2 separate regions of the Sus scrofa genome follow, and region 2 is linked to region 1. The links are chromatin contacts, called in public HiChIP or PLAC-seq maps. All regions are on one chromosome and are shown on one strand. The core of a region is the stretch at or near the end of the contact, and the rest is flanking DNA. Distances in the headings are between cores, read along the strand shown. Region 1 holds the start of SNTB2 (beta-2-syntrophin). Region 2 holds the start of CHTF8 (chromosome transmission fidelity protein 8 homolog).

Region 1 (3,859 bases), core at 248-2,747:
TTCTTTCTTCATTTGGGCTCTGAGTGCTTACCAATCTTTCTTTTTTAAAAAAAAATTTTTTTTAATTGTTTTAATTCCTGGTATAGGAGGCTCTTTGAAAGTTTCTGCCCACACATGAGTGTGCATTAGATTGGTTCATGGACATGGCTTACGAGCTTCAACATGTACTTCATGAGCAAGCAGGTATACAGCCCCTTTCACAGGAATTGCTGCACACTCCCTCTGTTGGCACCACTGCTCCCACCCCTGCCTGCCCAAATGAAAATATGGGCATTTTGCTTTTCCTGAAAAAAAAAAAGGAAAAAGGGCACAGTGACCTCATGTTGAGATCTCTCTCAGCAGCATGATTTCTGGATCCTCACTTTTGAGGTCTAGAGTATGGTCTAGGGTGTGTATGTGTTTGTTTTAAAGCACTGGAACAGGAAACTGGGAGACCAGAGATGTTTTGTTACTTGTGGACACTGGGCCAAAGCTTTGGCTTTCTGGGCCTCAGTTTCCTCAACTCTTCAAGCCAGGAAACTGGAAGAAGCAGGTGAATTTTATCACCTACAGCTTTGGACAAAAGCTGCTGCAGGCTTTGCACTGTGTAATCAGTTTCTGGGGACGCTCATATGCACTTGCCCCAATGTAAGGCCCTGGCCTCCAGGGTAGAAAGTCAGATCTACAAATTCAATTCCAATATTTGGTTATTTGAGTCTTTTTACACTCATATCCTTATATTTCCATGGACCCTGCACTATTCACATTTGAATTCTGGCATCTTCCTAAGTAACCATCATTCTGCAAATATCTTTGAGGCCTACCTAATGTGGCTGCAGGGCTAAAGAAAACATGAACCCCTCTGGCATTACCGGTATTACAAAGCAGAATGACAAATGCTTGGATTCATGCCTCTAGACTTTTGCTTATGCAGTTCCCTCTGTTCCAGTTATTGAGCTTCCATTGTCACCTCTGTGAAACTGACCCCAGGCTCAACTACTTCTACTCCGGTCTCAGGGCTTTTTCTACATGTCACTTAACCACATAATATCACATCAGGTTGGTTGGTTCTCTTTTTTCCTCCCCTACTAAACCGCCAGCTCTCGGCTGTGGTAGTTTTGTTCATCTCACCTCCAGGCCTCAAAAGGAGCCCACAGCGGAGCATTCAGTAAATACTTACTTAGTAAGAACCAATCAATGCAAAAGTGAACTTGCAACTCGGAGGCTTTCAACTTGCAGGCTTGCAAAGTGTCTTGTGAAGCTGATTTTGCTTTCCATGCCCAGGCAGCTCTGGTGCATTAAACGGTACAGGTCAGAAGCTGGAGGGTGTAAGGGTCGGAGGCTAACGGAGGGAGAACGTGAGACCGAGCCCCACTTCGCTTGAGCTGTGAACTGCAACCCACCGGACCGCAGGCAACTCCTTAGACCTCCCGGAAGCGTCCCGGCCGGCCTCTCCCCACCGCTCCGGAAGGTGGGCGTGGCCTCTCATGAATAATGAATCACCGCGGGGGGAGGGGCCGGGCCCGCCCCCTCGGGCGGGAAGGGGGAAGCGCCTAGGCTGCCTGACTGGAATGAGGGTAGCTGCGCCGACTGCGGCGGCGGGAGCGGGGCCGGCCATGGCGGTGTGGACGCGGGCCACCAAAGCGGGGCTGGTAGAACTGCTCCTTAGGGAGCGCTGGGTCCGGGTGGTGGCCGAGCTGAGCGGGGAGAGCCTGAGCCTGACGGGCGACGCCGCGGCGGCTGAACCAGAGCCAGCTCTAGGGCCCGCGGCGGCCGCCTTCAACGGCCTCCCGAACGGCGGCGGCGCGGGCGATTCGCTGCCCGGGAGCCCGAGCCGCGGCCTGGGCCCCCCAAGTCCACCCGCGCCGCCGCGAGGCCCGGCGAGTGAGGCGGGCGCGTCACCGCCGGTGCGCCGAGTGCGGGTGGTGAAGCAGGAGGCGGGCGGCCTGGGCATCAGCATCAAGGGCGGCCGCGAGAACCGGATGCCGATCCTCATCTCCAAGATCTTCCCGGGACTGGCGGCCGACCAGAGCCGGGCGCTGCGGCTGGGCGACGCCATCCTGTCGGTGAACGGCACCGACCTGCGCCAGGCCACCCACGACCAGGCCGTTCAGGCACTGAAGCGCGCGGGCAAGGAGGTGCTGCTGGAGGGTGAGCGGGGCCGGCGGGCGGGCAGGCGGGCGGGAGGTGCTGGGCTGGCCGGCGCTCACTTTGTTTCTGCCACCCTGCCCGCTTGGCGGGGCGAGCCCCTTCCCTCCCTCCGAGCCCTCACCTTCCCTTCTGCTGGTGGCCCGGCTCTCCCCAAACCCTGTTTGCTGGGACTTGGAGGATGGAAAAACTGATGCTCCCTGCAGGAAAAGTTGGGCAGCCGCCGAAGTGTGGCTTGCAGTCCCCAAGGAAGACTCGGTTGAGATTTAGTAAAAAGCAGCCGCGCTTGAAGCCCCGCCTCTGCACTATAAGCTGACACTAAGAACTAGAGAGGGACGGAACGGAGTTCTGGAGGTCTCGGTTTGCCTCCTGAGAAGTGCCGAGTTGGCTGTTTCTTCATTCACCTCTGGCTTCCCAGGGCGGGCGGGTCTGTTAAAAAAAAAAAAAAAAAAAAATTATCCAGTCCGATGCCAGCGGTATGCTTGGGCAAACCCTCGAAACCCTGGTTAATTTATGGGAATTTAACCCATCATTGGCTCGCAACAATAACCAAAGGAGATCCTAGCACTTCATTGAAGCCAGAAAGCTGAAACAGCAAGTTCGTGTGGTTAATGAGCCTTATTTAACAGTGAAGGCTCACGTGTTTGAACATTTACTGCCAACTAGAGTTTTGCCCTTTTTTTAGGAGACTGGTGCCAGCTTCCTACCATTCACAGGCGTCCTGCTTCAAGGCTTTAAGCTTATTAGAAGCCTGAAATGTTAAATCTCAAGTCATGTTTGAATAGCCAGGATTGTTATTTACTTTAAATATGTATGTGACCTGGGTCGTCTTTGATGAATTTATGAAATTAAGGCAAAATTAAATATCATCTCCTTAATGGACTCGTGCATGTTGGAGGTAATACTGCTTTAGAAATTTTTGAGCAGTTGGCCTTCTTTCACTGTGATTCAGTAGTTCAAAAAGCATTTATTGCTGGCTGTATAGAAGAGAACATAAAAGGTGATCTGCCTCTATTTGGTGTCTATTTGGGGAAATGATAGAAAAATGCAAAAACAAAAAACCCTTCAAGTTATAGATTGTATAGTGCAAACTATATAATTGCCACAGGAAATGCAAAGTTATGCAGTAGTTAGTGGAAATTGGATTTGTCAGGGAGCAATTTTTCAAGGAGTTGAATCTTGAGCCAGGTCTCCAGGGAAGTGATAGACATAGGCTGAGATGAGTCAGGAGGGTATTCCTGGCAGAAGAACAGAAGGGAAGGGGTGGGGAGAGTAGGAAGGGACCAATTGTCAAACTGAGAGGCCAGAAACCCAGTGGGCAAAGTGATCTTCACTTTTTTCCAAATCCGCTGGTAAATGTCTGGGAAAATGTTCATTTGCAAGTAAATGATTTAATGTGCTCCAATTGTGGAATTCCAGTGTCTCACCTTTGTAATATCCTATTTATATTTCTCTCAGGTGAGGCTAGACACTACTCAGAATTTAGTGTTAATAAAGAGAGTAAAATTATAGATTGTGGTTTTGGTGGTGTGTGTGTAAAAAAACATTGTTACCATGAATGTGTACCTTGAAACTGAACTAGCTAAGAATTTGGTAATAAATTCTTAAAGCCAGACTATTGAATGTGTACTATGTATATGGTGCTCAGTGGTGATGGGCAGACATTTTAACTCTCTACCCCATATTTTTTAAAAATCGAGGGTTTTTTAAGATATAATTTGAACCTGGTATT
Region 2 (3,943 bases), core at 66-2,565, 44 kb before region 1:
GGCTTCGGTCGATCTGAGTTACTCCAGTTTTCTCCATCTTCTGCTACTCTGCAGCCCCTCTACCCTTCCTCTTACTGCTGTAGCGTACTATCTTCCCCAAAGCCCCTTCCTTTACATAGCATTGCTTGAGGCCTCCCTCTGTACTGGGTTTTCCTCCCACAGGCTCCCCACCTTCTCCACCCTCTCCGCTGGCCCCCTACCCGCCTTCAATTTGAGCTACTAACACTTCCCATTCCTAGCCCCGCCCACTTTCTGGACCTCTCAATCCGCTTCCCCTCTCTTACCCAACCCCCTCCAAAATACCCCCACACTTTCTCTAGGACCTCTTACCCAGATGTTTAACCCTTTCTCTTATCTCCCAAGTTAAACATTCTTTATGCCGCCTTTCTCCACATCCCCCCCTCAGAATAGTCTTCCCAAACCATTCACTCTCCTCCCAAAGGCTGCTCTAAAAACGTTATTCCTACCACCCTCATTCTTCCCTATTTCCCCCCTCAATTCCAAAGTACTTCGCCCCTCTAGGACCGACCCCACCCGACTCTTCTCCCGTCTCTTACTCCGCCCACAAAAGAACCTGGATCATCCGCCAGACTGTCTCCTCCTTCCAACCATCCTCGCAGTTATCGCTTTCAGGAGCCTTTCCTCCACGATTTAAAATGTCCCCTCGAAAGAACCTCAGAGTCCTACCCCACACTAAGTCCCCTTTCTGGTATTCCCACTGCTTCCTAGATTCCAGTTCTACCCGACTCCCGAAAGCATCGCGTGCTGGGCTCCTTCACCACCCAGGGAAGAGCCCCTTTCCGCACATACCTCGAGGTTCCGGCCTGCGCCGCCCCCTTATCCGTCCTCCGCCCGCGCTCGGCCACTCTTTCCGCCCTTCTCCCGCTCCGCCCTGCTCGCACCCTTCTTTCCATCCGCCTTCCGACTCCACACCGCTTCCTTCCCCACAATTCCCAGCCCTCCTACTCCGGGGGCCCCTCTGGGTCGCCCCCACCTCTGCGCGGCCCTCCCCGCTCCCCTCCCCCTTCCCGACCGCCCCTCCCCCGCCCGGCGCTCCCCGCCCCTCGGCTCGCCATTCTTCTCAGCGAGCCGCGCGCCCCGCCCGGCCCCAGCTCCCTAGCTTCCCGCTCCCTCGAACCCTCAACCCCATCCCCGGCTCGGCCCTCGCTCCCCGCGGCCTCCCACGCTCCCTGCCCGCGGCCTGACCTGCAATGGCGGCCGCCGAGCGCGGCGCCGCGCGGCCAACGGGCGACAACCGAACCTCCCGCCGCCGTCGCCGCCGCCGCGAGCACTGCCTGCGCACTTCCGGCCTTGCGCCGCGAGCACTTCCGGGGCAGAGCACGCGAGCGCGCGCGCACGTGGGGCCGGGCGGAGAGAGGGACCGCCAAGAGTAGTGAGCCCTTCCGCGGGTGAGTTGGGCAGGGGGCGGGAAGCGGGGGTGACGGGAAGAGTTGGAACTGGTGCTGCCTGCACTAAGTCGACGCCCCGCGGAGCTCGTCGATTCCCTAGTGTCGAAGTCGGGTGGGGGCTATTCCGGAGAGAGAAGGGGCGAAGGAGCCCTCGCGCGTTTCATACGCCCTCCTAGCCTGGTCAGGCCGAGGTCGCCTGCTCTGCAGACAGGTTTCACACACCTTGAAGGGAAACGGACAAGGGGTGAACCAGACCCGAGTGTGTATATTGAGGGCAGCAGAGCGCGGAGTAGGGGAGTAGTTGACAGATGCCGGACCAGTCCCGTCGCTTCCTCCTATTGAGAAGCTCTGGGTTCTTCCTGTTCCATCAGCCCCCACTGTCAATACCGTAGTTGAGTCTGTGATTTGCAAACTTAGCATGCCAAAGAGATAGAGGTATTTGCCAATGTGCAGATTCTTAATCGGTCTCCCCCACCTCCCCGCCACCCGCCAAGAGGTTGGAATTCTGGAGCTATGGAATAGGACCCATAATCCTGCATTTTTTAAAGCCGGTTTTAGAGATAATTTTGATACAGGAGTTCTGCAGATCTAACTTTGAGAGACTTTTAGTCTGTCAACATGTTTTGCCTCTTTTTTTATTCTCCTCTTTACCACCCCCACTCTCAGAAGCCCCACGCACAAAATACAAAGATACAGGAAGACTTTAATTCTACCTCAAATACAACTGAAGCTCTAATTGACCCACGCAAGTGCGCCTCCCAGTTAGAGAATGAGGTTATATTCAGTGTTTTGCTCTAAGATCAGGTTTTTAGATTCTTCTCCTTTTCCTGGACCACTTCCTTCAATGAGTTGTCAGGATTGCTAGGAATCTGAGTGATGCTTTATGTGTTGCTCTTTTTTCTGTTGAAGAGTCCTGAGCTTCTGGAGATTGATAGATTCTGTATGGGTCACGAAAGCATCATTAAGTGGATGTTTAGAAATGAACCTCTGTGGGATATAGCTGAAGTCTTCTACCTATACCAGTGGTTAAATAAACAATATGTGTGTCATACTGTGGTTGATGTTTTAACAATAATTCTCTTTTTCCCCTCTAGGAATGGGTGAATTTAAGGTCCATCGAGTACGTTTCTTTAATTATGTTCCATCAGGGATCCGTTGTGTGGCTTACAATAACCAGTCGAACAGATTGGCTGTTTCACGAACAGATGGCACTGTAGAAATTTATAATTTGTCAGCAAACTACTTTCAGGAGAAAGTAAGTCATTTGGGAGCCTGATTTGGTGGTTTTGATGTCATTTTTTTTTTCTTTTTTTTGTTCATTTTACAAAACCTTGTGTGTCTTTTATATACAAAGAGATCAAAAGAAAGTGGCTCTTCCACCTCTCTCCCAAGTTGTTTAGAACCACAGAAGTTCTGTAGCAAATATGTAGTTTTTTGCCTGACTAATGAGCTTAGAGTTTTGATCTGTGTAATGTGAGTTAGAAAGATCCCACCTAGGAATTGTGGTGCACTGTGTCACAGTTTGGAAACTGAGATTTGTTATATTTGTTGGGCACAGCAAGAAGGGAAATTGTCAACACCATTGCTTCATATCAGTCTCTGCAGATTATAACTTCGACAAAGTGGCATTTCCTGCTCTAGGTGTCAGTACTCATTTCATTGTCAGTTCAGGACAAATGATGAGGTAGTTCCCACTGGGGTACAGTAGGTTAAGAATCTGGCTATAGGGGAGTTCCCATCATGACGCAGTGATTAACGAAAAGAACCTGACTAGGAACCGTGGGTTGCAGGTTTGAATCCTGGCCTCGCTCAGTGGGTTGAGGATCCGGTGTTGCCGTGAGCTGGGGTGTAGGTCGCAGATGTGGCTTGGATCCCGAGTTGCTGTGACTATGATGTAGGCCAGTAGCTACAGCTCCAGTTAGACCCCTTACCTGGGAACCTCCATATGCCGAGGGATCGGCCCTAGAAAAGACAAAACAACAACAACAACAACAAAAAGAATCTGACTGAAGGAATTGCCCACTGTGGCATAATGGGATCGGCAACATCTTGGGAGGTGGGACACAGGTTCAATCCCTGGCCCAGCACAGGGTGTTAAGAATCCAGTGGTGCTGCAGCTGCAGCTTAGGAAAAAGGGAAAAAAAAAATCTGACTGCAGCAGCTGAGTTGCTGTGGAGGTGTGGGTTCAGTCCCTGGCCTGAGACCTTCTATATGCTGCAGATGTAGTCTTAAAAAAAATAATTAAAAAAGGCAAGAGGAGTTCTTGTTGTGGCTCAGTGGTTAATGAATCTGACTAGGAACCATGAGGTTTTGGGTTCGATCCCTGGCCTTGCTCAGTGGGTTAAGGATCTGGCGTTGCTGTGAGCTGTGGTGTAGGTCGCAGACTCGGCCTGGATCCTGAGTTGCTGTGACTCTGGCATGGACCAGCAGCTACAGCTCCGATTAGACCCCTAGCCTGGGAACCTACATATGCCTTGGGAGCAGCCCTAGAAAAGGCAAAAAGACAAAAAAAAAATAATAATAGAATAAAACAT

What was found. HiChIP or PLAC-seq counts read pairs in DNA pulled down with a chosen protein or histone mark.
Region 2: a contact with region 1 is called in an H3K27ac HiChIP or PLAC-seq map of alveolar macrophages. The contact joins the promoter of CHTF8 here to the promoter of SNTB2 in region 1. A contact is called at or near these places in 2 of 47 Hi-C or Micro-C datasets (both in embryonic fibroblasts) and 1 of 2 datasets of contacts at active chromatin or transcription factors (alveolar macrophages).

The regions. Positions count from the first base shown.
Region 1 is chr6:17,772,188-17,776,046 of Sscrofa11.1, reverse strand. It overlaps SNTB2 (beta-2-syntrophin), which reads left to right and starts at 1,497. Exons shown (of 7, transcript XM_021093874.1): 1 at 1,497-2,130. The coding sequence starts at 1,551.
Region 2 is chr6:17,815,556-17,819,498 of Sscrofa11.1, reverse strand. CHTF8 (chromosome transmission fidelity protein 8 homolog) reads right to left here and starts at 1,315. Exons shown (of 4, transcript XM_021093878.1): 1 at 1,207-1,315. UTP4 (U3 small nucleolar RNA-associated protein 4 homolog) reads left to right here and starts at 1,082. Exons shown (of 17, transcript XM_021093876.1): 1 at 1,082-1,409; 2 at 2,504-2,664. The coding sequence starts at 2,506.